3 separate regions of the Hordeum vulgare genome follow, and all the other regions are linked to region 1. The links are chromatin contacts, called in public Hi-C maps. All regions are on one chromosome and are shown on one strand. The core of a region is the stretch at or near the end of the contact, and the rest is flanking DNA. Distances in the headings are between cores, read along the strand shown. Region 1 has its middle 12 kb from the start of LOC123413439. Region 2 has its middle 31 kb from the start of LOC123409211. Region 3 has its middle 140 kb from the start of LOC123409211.

Region 1 (4,352 bases), core at 388-2,887:
TCTTTTTTTCAAAAAATACTACTGTTTCCTTTTTACTTTTTTCCTTCACTTTTGTTCCTTTTTCCTTTTAGTATTTTTCTATTTGACATTTTATAATTTTTGCTTTGAATTTCAAAAAATGTTCTCGCATTCACAGTTTATATGTCCGTGCTTCAAAAAATGTTCCTGCTTCCAAATGTGTTCATCTTTTGAAAAATGTTCGTGTTTCAAAACTTGTTCTTGTATTTAAAAAACTGCATGATTTTTCAAATAATGTTCCTTTTTCCATAAATTGTTCACAACTTTTTTTTAAAATGTTCTTCTTTTCACATTTTTAAAAAAATGTTCCTGTTTCAGAATTTTTTTTCTCTGTTCTGAAATTTGTTAAAATTTTGTTCTCCAATTCTAAACTTATTCATCATTTTAAAATGTTCGGGAAGTTTAAAAAATATTCTTCATTTTCTAAAAAATATTTGCCGTACCAAGAAATGTACGTATGTTTAAAAAATGTTCCTGTTTTAAAAAGTGTACATAAGTTCAAATAAATGTTCCCGTTTCAGAAATTGTTCACTAATTTCAGAAAATGTTCTTTCTTACAACAAAAATGTTCTATGTTTGTAAAAGCCTCCTGTTTTCAAATTTGTTTATAGACTAAGAAATTGTTTACGTTTCCAAACATTATGTGTATTCAAAACATTGTTCGCGCTTCCGAATTCTTTCACTTTTTCTTGAATTGTTCTCGGTTTCAAAAAAGTTCTCAAAATTCAAAAAATGTCCGTTCTTTAAAAAAGTGTTCGCTCTTTCAAATTTGTTGGGATATTTTTAAAATTGTTCTCATTTCCAAAATTTTGTTATCAAGATTCAAGAAATGATCAAGTATTTAATAAATTGTTTGCGCTTCCAAATTTGGTCACTCTTTTTAAATTATTCTCGGTTACAAAATTTGTTCTCAAAATGCAAAAAATGTTGGTGCTTTAATTTTTTTTCGCGCTTTCAAATTTGTTCTGTGTTTTTCATAAATTTTTGTTCTCAAGACTCAAAAAATGTTAGTGCTTTAAAAAATTGTTCGCGCTTCCAAATTTGTTCAACTTTCTAAAATTGTACTCAGTTTCAAAATTTGTTCTCAAAATTCCATAAATGTTCATGCTTTGAAAATTTGTCCGTGCTTTAAAAAAATTCGGGTTTTTTCTGAACTTTTCTCGTTTTCCAAATTTTATTTCCAAGATTAAAAAAATGTTCGTGTTTTAAATATTTGTTCACCTTTCCACATTTTTTCACGTCTTTTTTAAATTATTCTTGGTTTTAGAATTTGTTCTCTAAATTCAAAAAATGTTCGTGCTTAAAAAATTTGTTCGCGCTTTCGAATTTGTACATGATTTTTTAAAATTGTTCTCCTTTTCAAAATTTTATTCTCAAGACTTAAAAAATGTTCAGCCTTTAAAAAATTGGTCATGCTTCCAAATTTGTTCACGATTTTATAAAATTGTTAATCAAATTCGAAAAATGTTTTCTCTTCAAATATAAAAGAAAAGGAAAAGGGAAAGAAAGAAAAACCCAAAAAATAAAAGAGAAGGAAAAAAGTAAAAAAGAAGAACAAAACTGGGCCGGCCCAGTCGGGTGCGCCCCCCTGTGCGGCGTAGGGCTGCCTGCGGCAGTGAGCGGCAGGTAGGAGCTCCCTTGGAAGAGACGCGTTGAGTAGTGGTTTTGCATCAGTTTGCTCTTGGGTTTTCTTCTCTCTTTTTCTTACATTTTCTTTTATCTTTGGTCTTCCTTGTTTGTTTTTCGGTTTCTATGTTTCTCTCTCTTTTTCTTTTTATTTTTATTTTTTCTTTTCTTTTGTTTCAATAAATGTCCACATTCTTCATACACATTGTGCATTTTTCATATACAGTAAGAAGCATGTTTCGTACAAATTTAGTATTTTTAAATACATAATTAACATTCTTGCAAATATATGTTTTGACATCTAAATTTTTCATATACATTACATGTTTTTCATATAATTCTATGACATTTTTTGTATGCTTAACATTTTTAAATACATGATCTAACAGTTCTTAACTACTTTTCTTGAACACTTATTTTAAGTACGCGCTAAACCATTTTTTCAAATACAATCAAACATTTTTTGTTATAGCATGCCACATTTTTTTAACAATGCCACCATTTATATTGTTTGAAACCTGTGAACATTTAAATAAATAATTACATGTTTTATCAATACAAAGCACTTTTTAATTACAAAGAAAATCCGTTCAAGAATATATTTTGCTAAACACCTGAACATTTTTGAAATGTTCATACATTGTTTTAATGGTAGAAACGTTTGCTAAAAGTTCAGTGGACATTTTTTAACAGTATTTACATTTGCGGAAAGTTTAGTGGACATTTTTAACATCATTTACATTTGCGGAAAGTTTAGTGGACATTTTTTAACATCATTCACATTTGCGAAAAGTTTAGTGGATATTTTTCAGATTATGTTTTAAATGTGTGATTAACAGTTGTCAAAAAATAACCATAGTTTTTTCATAATATATGCATTTTGTTTTTTTAATATTAACAAAAGTAGAAAAGAAAAGACGCGTGCCACTTTGTGTGTCTTCAGCGTGATGAGATATAGCTCTCTCCATCGCAATAAGTGATGTATTCATATTAATATACTAGATCATTGATGACGCGCGTTGCTACACCTGTTTTTTTGTAAAATTGAATGTTAGGGTGTGATGCAATTATGTGGAGCATTTTATCTGCTAAAGCAATAGTATTATTAGATATAACTTTATGTAATTTGATTTACTTGAAAATTAAAGCAGTAGCAGTATTATATATAATTTTGTGCAATTTTGTTTTATCTGAAAGTTAATGTAATAGTAGTATATCTAAACATGCAACAATAACACCAAAATTCTCCACTCCCTCTCCTAGTCTCGGAAGCAAGCATGTCAGAATCTATTTCTTATGCAACAATTCAGTTTGCTATCCCATGCATGTCAAATTTTCCAAGTAGCTCTTGGGACAATATCACAACTGTTCTTTTTAACACCCTCTTCCTCATGACCAAGATAGGTTTTGGGATAGCTGATTACACACCCTCTTTCGAGAAGAACTTATTATGATTTCGGATCGGAGCCACGCGTGACCTAAAAAATAAGCATGAATCTCATAAGAGAATATCTACTAAACCAAAATCAACCTAAATCTTGGTATTTTATCTCGTTAGGTGCAACATCATGAACCTATTGAATACTTGCCCGACTATCTTGGTACCAGTTTATGTAGTACTTCCTCAAGATGGGGAAAGGGTACTAAAATGTATTGAAATTAATTTCTCAAAAAAAAAGCTATTGAAAATGCCTAGCATGTAAAAAAATTGTCAATATTTTGGTTTCTTTTGATATGATAGAGTCAAAATAATTCAGATCTATATGAGAATTCCACTACGTAACAATTACTACCGAAAAATTAGCTCCTCTAGAGCGTGAAATATAGCAACTACGATCATGTGTAGGTGAAATCGCTCCCAAATCCTTACTTACAAATACCAGGAAACAAGAAAGCGTCACGACATCTACAAATTGAATAATTCCAAGCTAAAGAGGACTCGTCTTATTTCGCCAATTATATCACTTAAGTATCTTAAGTATTTTGGGTGGTTACTGCTTAGTCTCGTTGATGCGTTGGTTTCTTTCCAAGCTTAAAGGATGATGTAGCACAGCGACGACATGTATTTTCCTCCGTTAAGAACCCAAGGTATCAATCCAGTAGAAAGATCCACAAGACTATATAAGCAGCGCCTGTACATAAATAGCAAATCCTCGCAACCCAACGCATAGAGGGGTTATCAATCCCTCGTGGATAAAGTAACGATAGATTGATAGATGAAAATAAGAGTGATAGCAAATAGAAAGCAACAAGATATTTTTGGGTTTTTTGATAATATAGATCTGAAAACAAAAGAGCAAATAAAGTAGAAACACAAATAGCAAAGTAGAGATTGCAAATACATGATGTGAAGTAGACCCGAGGCCTGTAGGTTTCACTAGTGGCTTATCTCGAGAAATAGAGAAAGGTGGATAGACAAATTACTGTTGGGCAATTGATAGAAGAGAAAATAATTATGAAGATATTCAAGACAATGATCATGTATATAGGCATCACGTTCAAGACAAGTAGACCGACTTCTGGCTGCATCTACTTCTATTACACCACACATCGACTGCTATCTAGCATGCATCTAGTGTATTGAGTTCATGGAGAAACGGAGTAACGCCTTAAGAACGATGACGTGATGAGATCTATTCATGTAGGAATAGACCATATCGTTTAATCCTTGATAGCAACGATACATGCGTGTCATGTCTCTTCCTGTC
Region 2 (4,488 bases), core at 331-2,830, 350 kb after region 1:
AGTCACAGATATAACATGTCAACATACATAATCTTTTATCAAAAACACTTCCCAATTACAAGATGTCAACATACTTTTATGCTTTATAAGAGAATAAACGGATCAATAAAATCGTCAAAGCATATTAATATTAATTAAGTCCAAAATTACTTAAAAGAAGCTAGCACACCTTTTAATTTTAGTAAATTTTGGAAGCACAAAACATTCTTTTTTTAGAATATCCAAAAGAGTTGCACGTCTTTTATATTAAGATGAGAATGTTTTTTTACAAGATCACGAACACATTATCTCTCTCCCTCCCTCCCTCTCTCTCGGCTACTCTTAGAAAAAAGGGTTGTATGTAGGCACATACATGGAAATAATCTCATTTTAGTAGAATTACATACATGGAAAAAACATTTTTTTATTTAAGTCGTGCCTTCTGTGGGATTTCGTATCTAGGCTACGCTAATGGTTTTATCCTAATATATTCAATCTGTAATCAAACACATGTCCCCTAAACTTCTATATGTAGCTAACATGTGAATGGCGCAAGCCCGTAACTATTAACCCACAGGTCGCGTGCTACGATGGGATCGACCTGAGAATTGATCGCGTGCATGTTGCAACAAGTATTTTCATGACAACAAAGAAAAGCTCTATACAATATTACTACGTTGGTAACATTTACCTACGTAGATCACATGTGTTACAAACTTGTAACACAACATCACATCTCATATATGTGTTTCATTTTTGTAACACTCTCTCGACCGACATAAATAATGAGTTACAACACCGTAACACATTCGACGCATGAGGAATATGTGTTACAGTTTTGTAGCATTTCTCATAGAATGTGTTACAACTTAGTTGTGGACATAAATGTTGTGTTACCGCGCTTTTACGCAGTAATATTTTTTTTCTTGTGTTACTGGGATGTTTTACCAAAGCTAATTTCTGTAGTAGTGTTACCGGTTTTGTTCTTCTTTTTCATTGACATGTTTCGGCATCCCCATGACATAGTCATCTGTGTCTGGACAGATGATGATGGATGGCATCACATAGAAAGGGCTTTAAAAATATCTCTCCATTGTTAGAGGAGCAAATTCCACTCTCGGGCTATCTAGTCCCTTGTCAAACTTTTTGATAAACCTATAAGTTGTTGATAACCCAAAAAGTTGAACAAAAAAGAAGAAGAAAAGACTCGCGAAAAAGAGTGAAAATCGAAGGAAAAAAAGCAAAGAGAAAATGAAAAACGAAAATGGAAAACGGAAATTCCCAAAGAAAAAGAAAACCCAAGGAAAACCGTGTTGCAAACACTTAGAAAACCAAGAAAAGACGAAAAATAAACCCGTCCACTCGTGAAGTGTTGGGCCAGTCGAGAAGTCGTCCCTTATTGGTGATTCCTAATAGGACATTGCACGGGCATTACATAGCCCTAGTGTTAACTAATGACCAACCAACTTTTTCCTAGTCTAAATAAGGTCGCAGCCATATCGTGAGCATGCCAAACTTGGGCCCTGGCATGTCATTCACCCATGTGTGTGTGACCGCCACACTCCTCATTTTTTTCGTAGATCGGGCTGCATCCAACAGGCCATGTCTACCTTTCCCACTGCGGCCCAGCCCAACCCGTTTTGCCCTACCTAGACTATTTGGGGGAGGGAAGCTATGTGCCACCGTGAGATCTATATCCCCCTTAATGCACGAGTAGCTCTCTAGGTATCCATCTGTCTCGCCTTAAGCGAGAGTTGGGATGGCAATTGGCCGCGTACTCGGTAGATAAAAACCTTATTAGGGTAAGGTCGTGGGACAAAAAAATACTCATGGGTATCTGAATGAAAAAAATATGAAACCCATCAGGTATAGTAGGTACGGGTATGGTTTAATATAACTCATACCAATATACATAAATTCCGCACCTAGCCCATGTCCAGAATGTGTTGCTTTTTACGAGTATATGTTGCTGGATAAAATGTTATTATTTATACGTTTATTATTATATGTTGTTGTTTATGACTATGTAATACTCGAATCGATGTGTTGCAAATCTTAGTAATTTTATCGTGGGTATCCATTTGTTCTGACGAGTGATGGTATGGGAAAAAATTGTATCCATCGACTAATATGGGTAGGTAAGGTTTGGAATGACGGGTAAGGGTATGTGGTAGCTCCACCTATATCCAAACCCAACGGTGCCATCCCTAAGCGAGACAAAGGGCAAGCATCACATAGGGGAAACTCCAGATGGGCCGGCCTAGCTGCATTGAGGCTACATCCTCCTTTTTCTATCTTCTTTTTATATTTCCATTTTCCTTTTTTGCTTTATTTTTTATTTTTGTTTATACTTTACAATATTTTAAAAATATATAAAAAACTCTATAAAAACATTTGAAAAATGTTGACCAAGGATTTGAAAAATGTTAAATGTGTACAGAAAAAATACTTATCACGTATACAAAAATGTATTAAAAAGTTGATAACGTATTTGGAAAATATTAATTAAGTATTTAAAAAATGTTAAATATGTATGAAAAAATATTGACCATGCATTAAAAATGATGAATTTTCTTGATCATGTATATAAAAAATTGATCAAGCATTTCAAAAAATGTTGTACAAGTTACTGAAAAATGTTAATCAAGCATTTGAAAATGTTAAATGTATAGAAAAAATATTGACCATGTATTAGAAAATGATGAAATTCCTTTACCGCGTATATGAAAATGTTAATCAAGCATTGAAAAATTGTTGATCAAGCATTTAAGAAATATTAAATGTATAAAAAAATGTTTAGTATGTATTAGAAAATGTTGAATTTTTTATCATGTACTTAAAAATATTAATCAAGCATTTCAAAAACTTTTGAAAAAGTATGTTTAAAATGTTTATCAAACATTTGGAAGATGTTAATTGGAAGATGTTAAATGCATACAAAATATGTTGACCATGTACTAAACAAGTTAAATGTGTATTAAAATATATTCTTGATGCATACAAAAAATATAGAATGAAAACAAAAATAAATAGAGAAACATGAAAATAAATGGAAACAAAAAGAAACCAAAGAAAAAAATGAAAATAAAAACCAAAGACACATATGGAAAAAGAATTAAAAACTATGAAAACGAATAAAAACAAAGAAAGATAATGAAATTCAAGAAATAAAACAAAAAAACTGAAGAAAGAGGAAAAAAGAAATGCGGATAAGAACCGTGAAAGAAACAAAGGGCAATCAAAAGAAAAAAAATTAATTATTATCTGAAAAAATAAAACTAGAGAAGAAATTACAAAATTGAGAAAAAACAAAAAGGAACGCGAAAAACTCGGATGTTTTACCTCGAGTTGGTTGCGTCTCGTACCTTAACACGAACAACACCGTGGTGAAGTGGCTAGAAGAACCGGAATATCTATTTGACATATATTACTTCAGACTGTCAACCTTTCACACACGCTCGTGATTGAAGAAGCCCTAAGCAAGGCTAGCTCGTTCACGTGTTGCAGCAATTCTGATTTTCGGAACCTTCCAGATAAAGAGTTCACCCGTTCGTGACGGTTCATAGCGTTTCTCGCGACTTCTATGGCGACTCCACATCGACTATTGCCGACAGCTCTTGTCATCAAACTTCGACTCTAATCTCCCAAATCTCTGAGATCCAACACGTTGTGCCGGTTCCGGCGAGGCGTCAGCATGATCCAAGCAAGTTCTTCACGCCCCTGACTAGCTCTCTGTTTCCCAAACGAACTCCCTCGAGGTGTGGCACGAGCCACTCTAGTTCTTGCGACGAGGGCGGCGGTGGCGAGGGCGGCGGTAGGGGGTATTGGCATTTGGTGAGTGAAAAATCCCAGAATCTCCGGTTGGGCGCGGTTGCCATGGCGACAAGAAGGTCCCTCTTTTTGACCGGGTGAAGGGAAAACTGTAGAATTTAAAGCATCAAATGGAGAAAAGAGAAGCATTAAGATTGGAAGGAAACACACCTGCTCACCGACAGTGGGCAAGGTCCATGCTACGGGTAAGCTCTTCTTTGAAAGACCAGCTAAATCAGAGTATTTAGGAAGAATACTAGGCAACATCTGGAACCCTTTCATTGGAGTGGACTGTAAGGATTTGAATATAAATTGATTCCTCTTCTCGTTCCATGACGATGATAGTAAAAAGAAGGCTCTAAATAACGGAACATGGTCGTTTAATAAGGAGTTATTAGTGATGGAAGATTTTATGCCAAGAAAAGCAATTGATGAATATGAATTTAAGACTATCCCCATATGGGTTAGAGTATATGGCATTCCCATGGGAATGATGAACTCAGAGGTAGAGGGTCTGGTGGGAGAAAAAATTGGAGAGGTCTTGGATATAGACATGGATGCTAATGGAAATGCAATGGGTGAATTCATGAGAATTAAAGTACAAATGGATATAACAATCCCAATAATGCGGTTGACCACTTTAGGAATCAAGGAGGATGAGGAGGAACATATTCAGACATATGAACAACTGATGGGAGT
Region 3 (4,348 bases), core at 1,845-4,344, 460 kb after region 1:
CCTGTTTGTCGCGCGCCCATCGTCTGGTTTAGCGCGTCACGCAGCGCTGGCTCCAGCAGCGCGCAAAAATGCAGCGCGCGCACACAATATTTTTAACTAGGATAGATTGCAAAATTGGCAAAATAAATAGATTGCATAAAATAAAAAAGGATACAAAGTTATTTTACATAGATTGCAACTAGATAGATAGTTCGAAAATAAAGATAGATAGTTCGGTGCAAGTAGATAGATAGTTCGAAAACATAAAACTTTTAATCCCAGTCGCTCCAATCATCTGCACCATCATCATCGTCGTTGGTGTCGTCAGAGGTTGACAGCCAGATGTCCAACCAACGCTCATCTTTTTCAGTGAAGAAGGACCTCCCGCCTGCTGCGACGATGTCGGCCTGCGCACTCGCCAATGCCTTTCGCCGACGCCTGTCCAACCGCTCCTCGCGGCGCCGGCGCGTGTCCTCCTCGCGGCGCCTTGCCCAATAATCCTGCTCGTAGGCGACGTCCTCCGGGTGGCGCCGGCGCCACTCCGCCATGACCCGCTCGTCCTCTTGGACGACGAGGAGGCGGCGCTGCCGCGCAGTGTGCTCCGCACGGTCTTGTGCGGAGTTTATACGAGGCGGGGGGGCGACATCCAGTGCCTGCTGGAGCATGTGGATGTCCTGGAAGTTCATCTGGCGGCGCGGCCTGCCTAGACGCCACATCGTTGCGTCGAACGCACGGGCGGCCTCGTGCGCCGTGTCGTACGTGCCGAGGCTGAGCCGGAGATCGCCGGAGCGTATCTCGGCGTAGAACCCGCCGTTGGGGCGTTGGCGGATGCCACGATAGCCCGACGCAGAACGGCGGCGCGGCGGCATGGTGGCGTGTCGGAGGCGGGGCGCTGGAGCGGTGGCGGCGCGCGAGGTAGAGGAAGAGAGAGAGAGCGGTGGCGGCGCGCGAGGGAGCGGTGGAGCGCTGCGTTTTATAGGCGCGCGGGAAGCGGCGCGGCAAAAATAACACGCGAGCTGCCGCCTTTTCGCGCGCGCAAGCGGTTCCCGCGCGCACGGTTTTCCCGCCGCCGCTGGAGCGCGCCAAACTGTCCCGCGCGCGCTAAATTGTCGGTTTACTGTGCGCACACGCCTTTTTGCGCGCTGTTGGAGATGCTCTTAATATGCATATTCTTAACTCGCGCCTGCAGTGTTTGTAAATGTGCGGACCCATCTAGATTCGAACGGGAGGTAGCTTTCTTCGATTAAGATTCCTAGCTGGATTTTTTTCGTTGAAGTTTTTTCAGGACTGACTTTTGTTCGTTCTTTCTCTTTTTCTTCTTTTGTTTCTTTTTTTGTTTTCCATTTTCTTTTAATTTAGTTATTCCTTTGTCATAAAGGTCACACCTTTTTAAATTTGGAATACCCTTTTTTCAGTAAATAATTTTTCCAAATCAATGATATTTTCCAATTTTTGACGAACTTCTTAAAAAATTCTGTGACTGAATATTTCTGAAAATTGTTGAACTTTGCTCTGATAATAGATGAACCTCTTCTAAAATCGATGAACTTTTCTTTTCAGTTCAATGAACTCTTTTCATATGTAGATGAAGATTTTTTTAATCTCATGAACTTTGAAAAATTATGAACCTTTTTTTCTAAAATTGATGTACTTGTTAAAGATTTATGAAAAAAAGTCAGTTAAATGTTTTTTAAAATTCAATGAAAATTTTAAAATACAATCCTTAACAACCCAAGGCCCACTGCAGATCGCCAAACAGGTGACTACAGCGTTAAATGGGGGAAAATCCAATTCGCGGATCTGTGTGAACCGTGTCGGGGCTTCGCACAAAACGAGAGAGGGGTCACTTTTCAAATGGGCTGGCCCTTTAGTGGGGGTTGCAGTGTCCGGTTTTGAGAACCTTCTAGAGGTTATCATCCAGTTTTTTCCGGTTATGGAAACTTCTAGAAGGTTACTCAACCATTTTCTTTATTTTTATTTATTCTTTTATGTTTCTTTTTTTCTTTTCCGTTTATGTTTCAAAAATTCTTCTCGACTTTAGAAAAATGATCTTTATTTTCCAAAAGTTGTTTTTGGTACCAAAATTTGTTTGTAAGATTTAAATTTATTCTAAGTTTCAAAAAAATCTTAATATTAAAAATTATTCGTGCTTTACAAAAATTGCGCTTTCACCAGGATATTTCAAAATTGTTCTCGGTTTCAAAACTTGTTTTCAAAACTCACAAAATATTCGTGCTTTAAAATTTTGTTCATCCTTCCAAATTTGTTCTGCGTTATTCAAATTTTTTCTCAGTTTCAAAAAAAATTCTCAAGATTCAAAAAATATTCATGCTTTAAAAAAATGTTTGCGCTTCCAAATTTATTTATATTTTTTGAAATTGTTCTTGGTTTCAAAACTTGTTTATAAAATTCAACAAATATTTGTTCTTTTAAAATTTATTCGCGCTTTCAAATTTGTTCGGAATTTTCCAAAATTGTTCTCCATTTCAAAATGTTGCTCCCAAAATTCAAAAAATGTTCATGCTTTAAAATATTATCTGCGCTTCCAAATTTGTTCATGTTTTTTTAAAGCTGTTCTCGGTTTTAAAATTTGTTGTCAAAATTCAAGAACTGTAGTGCTTTTAAAATTTGTTTGCGCTTTCAAATTTGTTCGTGGTTTTAAAAATTGTTCTCATTTTCATAATGTTTTTCTCAAGATTCATAAAATGTTTGTGCTTTAAAAAATTGTTCATGCTTCCAAATTTGTTCATGTTTTTTTAAAATTGTTCTCTGTTTCAGAATTTTTCTCAAAATTTAAAATGTGTTCGTGCTTTAAATTTTTTTTGCGCTTTCAAATTTGTTTGGGGTTTTTCAAAATTGTTCTCCTTTGAAAAATATCGTTATCAACATTCAGAAAATGTTCGTGCTTTAAAACATTATTCACGTTTCCAAATTTGGTCACATTTTACAAAATTATCCTTGAAATTTGATTTTTTTTTCAAATAAAAAAAGAAAAGAAAAAAAGGAACGAAAAAATAAGCAAAAACAAGAAAAGAAAGTGAAGGAAAAGCTAACAGAAGGAAAAAACAGAACTGTGCGGGCCCAGTCATGGCGCAGAGGCTCCTTGTCGCAATGAGCGGCGGGTAGACACGGAATTTCCTATACGCCGCTCATAGCGGCAAGTAGTCGCCGCTTCCCACATCAGTTCGAGCGAGCGAGCGACGCGGTTTGGACCAGTCCGTTAACACTTTCAACGATCCCGGTTTTGAGAACCTTCAAAAGGTTTTCAGTCGGTTTTTTATGGTTTTAGGAACTTTTTGAAAGATTCCCTAAACTGGGTATTTTCTCTACTTTTTGTTCTTTTTTTCTCTTTCTAATTGGAAAATGTTCAGGATTTTCAAAAAATGTTCCACAATTTGACAAAATGTTCCAGAATTTGCTGAAATTTTAAAAAATGTTCCAGAATTTAAAACATGTTCCAGAATTTGAAAAAATGTTCTGGAATTTGGAAAATGTTCCGGTATTCGAAAAAATGTCCTGAATGTTTAAAGAATATTCCAGAATTTGAAAAAATGTTCCGGCATTTTCAGAAAACAGAGCCGGAATTTAAAACAAATCAAAATTTGAAAATATGTTCCGGAATTTGAAAAAATGTTCCGGAAACTAAAAAAATGTTTTTTAGTTTTCCATTTCATTTTCATAAAATGTTTTGTATTTCTCAGGAAATGTTCTTCCTTTTCAAAAAATGTTATTCAAATTCGGAAAATCTTTTTAGTTTTTAGTAAATGATCTGGATTTTCAAAATAAATCAAAAAAACGTTTATAATTTTAAAATGTTTCAACAATAAATAAAAATGCGCTTCCAAAATTCTTTGCCTTTTTTTAAATTGTTTACAATTTTACAAATGTCCATGTTTTTAAAAGATGGTTGGGAAATTCAACTTTAGTTCGTTTTCATAAAATAATGACAAAAGGAAATAAAGAAAGAAATACAAACCAAAAAAAAGTAAATAACAGAAAAGGAAATAAGAGAAACAGAAAAAAAAAACTGGGCCTGCCCAGTCGGGCAACTGTCCTGTGCGGCCGAGGGACTCCCTGCCGCGGAATGCGGCAGGTAGAGCTCCCGAATCGGAGCTTCCCATAGTTTCTATGTAGCTCCCGAATAGGATTCTTGGATTATGCTCACTCATTTGGGGTTTATGCGTTCGCTTGTTCTGGTTTTTCTCATTTTTTTATTTTCGTTTCCTTTTATTTTTGCTTTTTTCTTTCCTCATCAGCTTTTTTAGTTTTCCGTTTTTCAACGTTTGCCACATTGGGCCTTTTTTGCTTGCTTATTTCTTCTCTGATTTTAGTTTTCGTTTAGTCGTCGTTGTACTTCAGCTTTTTTTTC

What was found. Hi-C and Micro-C count contacts between places; a contact is called where the count stands out from the background.
Region 2: a contact with region 1 is called in a Hi-C map of leaf, with 2.8 times the contacts expected there. The contact joins two enhancer-like sites. A contact is called at or near these places in 3 of 6 Hi-C or Micro-C datasets (leaf and seedling).
Region 3: a contact with region 1 is called in a Hi-C map of leaf, with 6 times the contacts expected there. The contact joins two enhancer-like sites. A contact is called at or near these places in 2 of 6 Hi-C or Micro-C datasets (both in leaf).

The regions. Positions count from the first base shown.
Region 1 is chr7H:503,995,699-504,000,050 of MorexV3_pseudomolecules_assembly, forward strand. No RefSeq gene overlaps it. Among protein-coding and RNA genes, the nearest start is that of LOC123413439, 12 kb to the left of the region's middle. Within about 2 kb of position 1,638, at least 1 of the 3 cell types and tissues checked has open chromatin away from gene starts, as enhancers often do. A contact at or near this core is called in leaf, where this site is marked.
Region 2 is chr7H:504,349,756-504,354,243 of MorexV3_pseudomolecules_assembly, forward strand. No RefSeq gene overlaps it. Among protein-coding and RNA genes, the nearest start is that of LOC123409211, 31 kb to the left of the region's middle. Within about 2 kb of position 1,581, at least 3 of the 3 cell types and tissues checked have open chromatin away from gene starts, as enhancers often do. A contact at or near this core is called in leaf, where this site is marked.
Region 3 is chr7H:504,457,912-504,462,259 of MorexV3_pseudomolecules_assembly, forward strand. No RefSeq gene overlaps it. Among protein-coding and RNA genes, the nearest start is that of LOC123409211, 140 kb to the left of the region's middle. Within about 2 kb of position 3,095, at least 2 of the 3 cell types and tissues checked have open chromatin away from gene starts, as enhancers often do. A contact at or near this core is called in leaf, where this site is marked.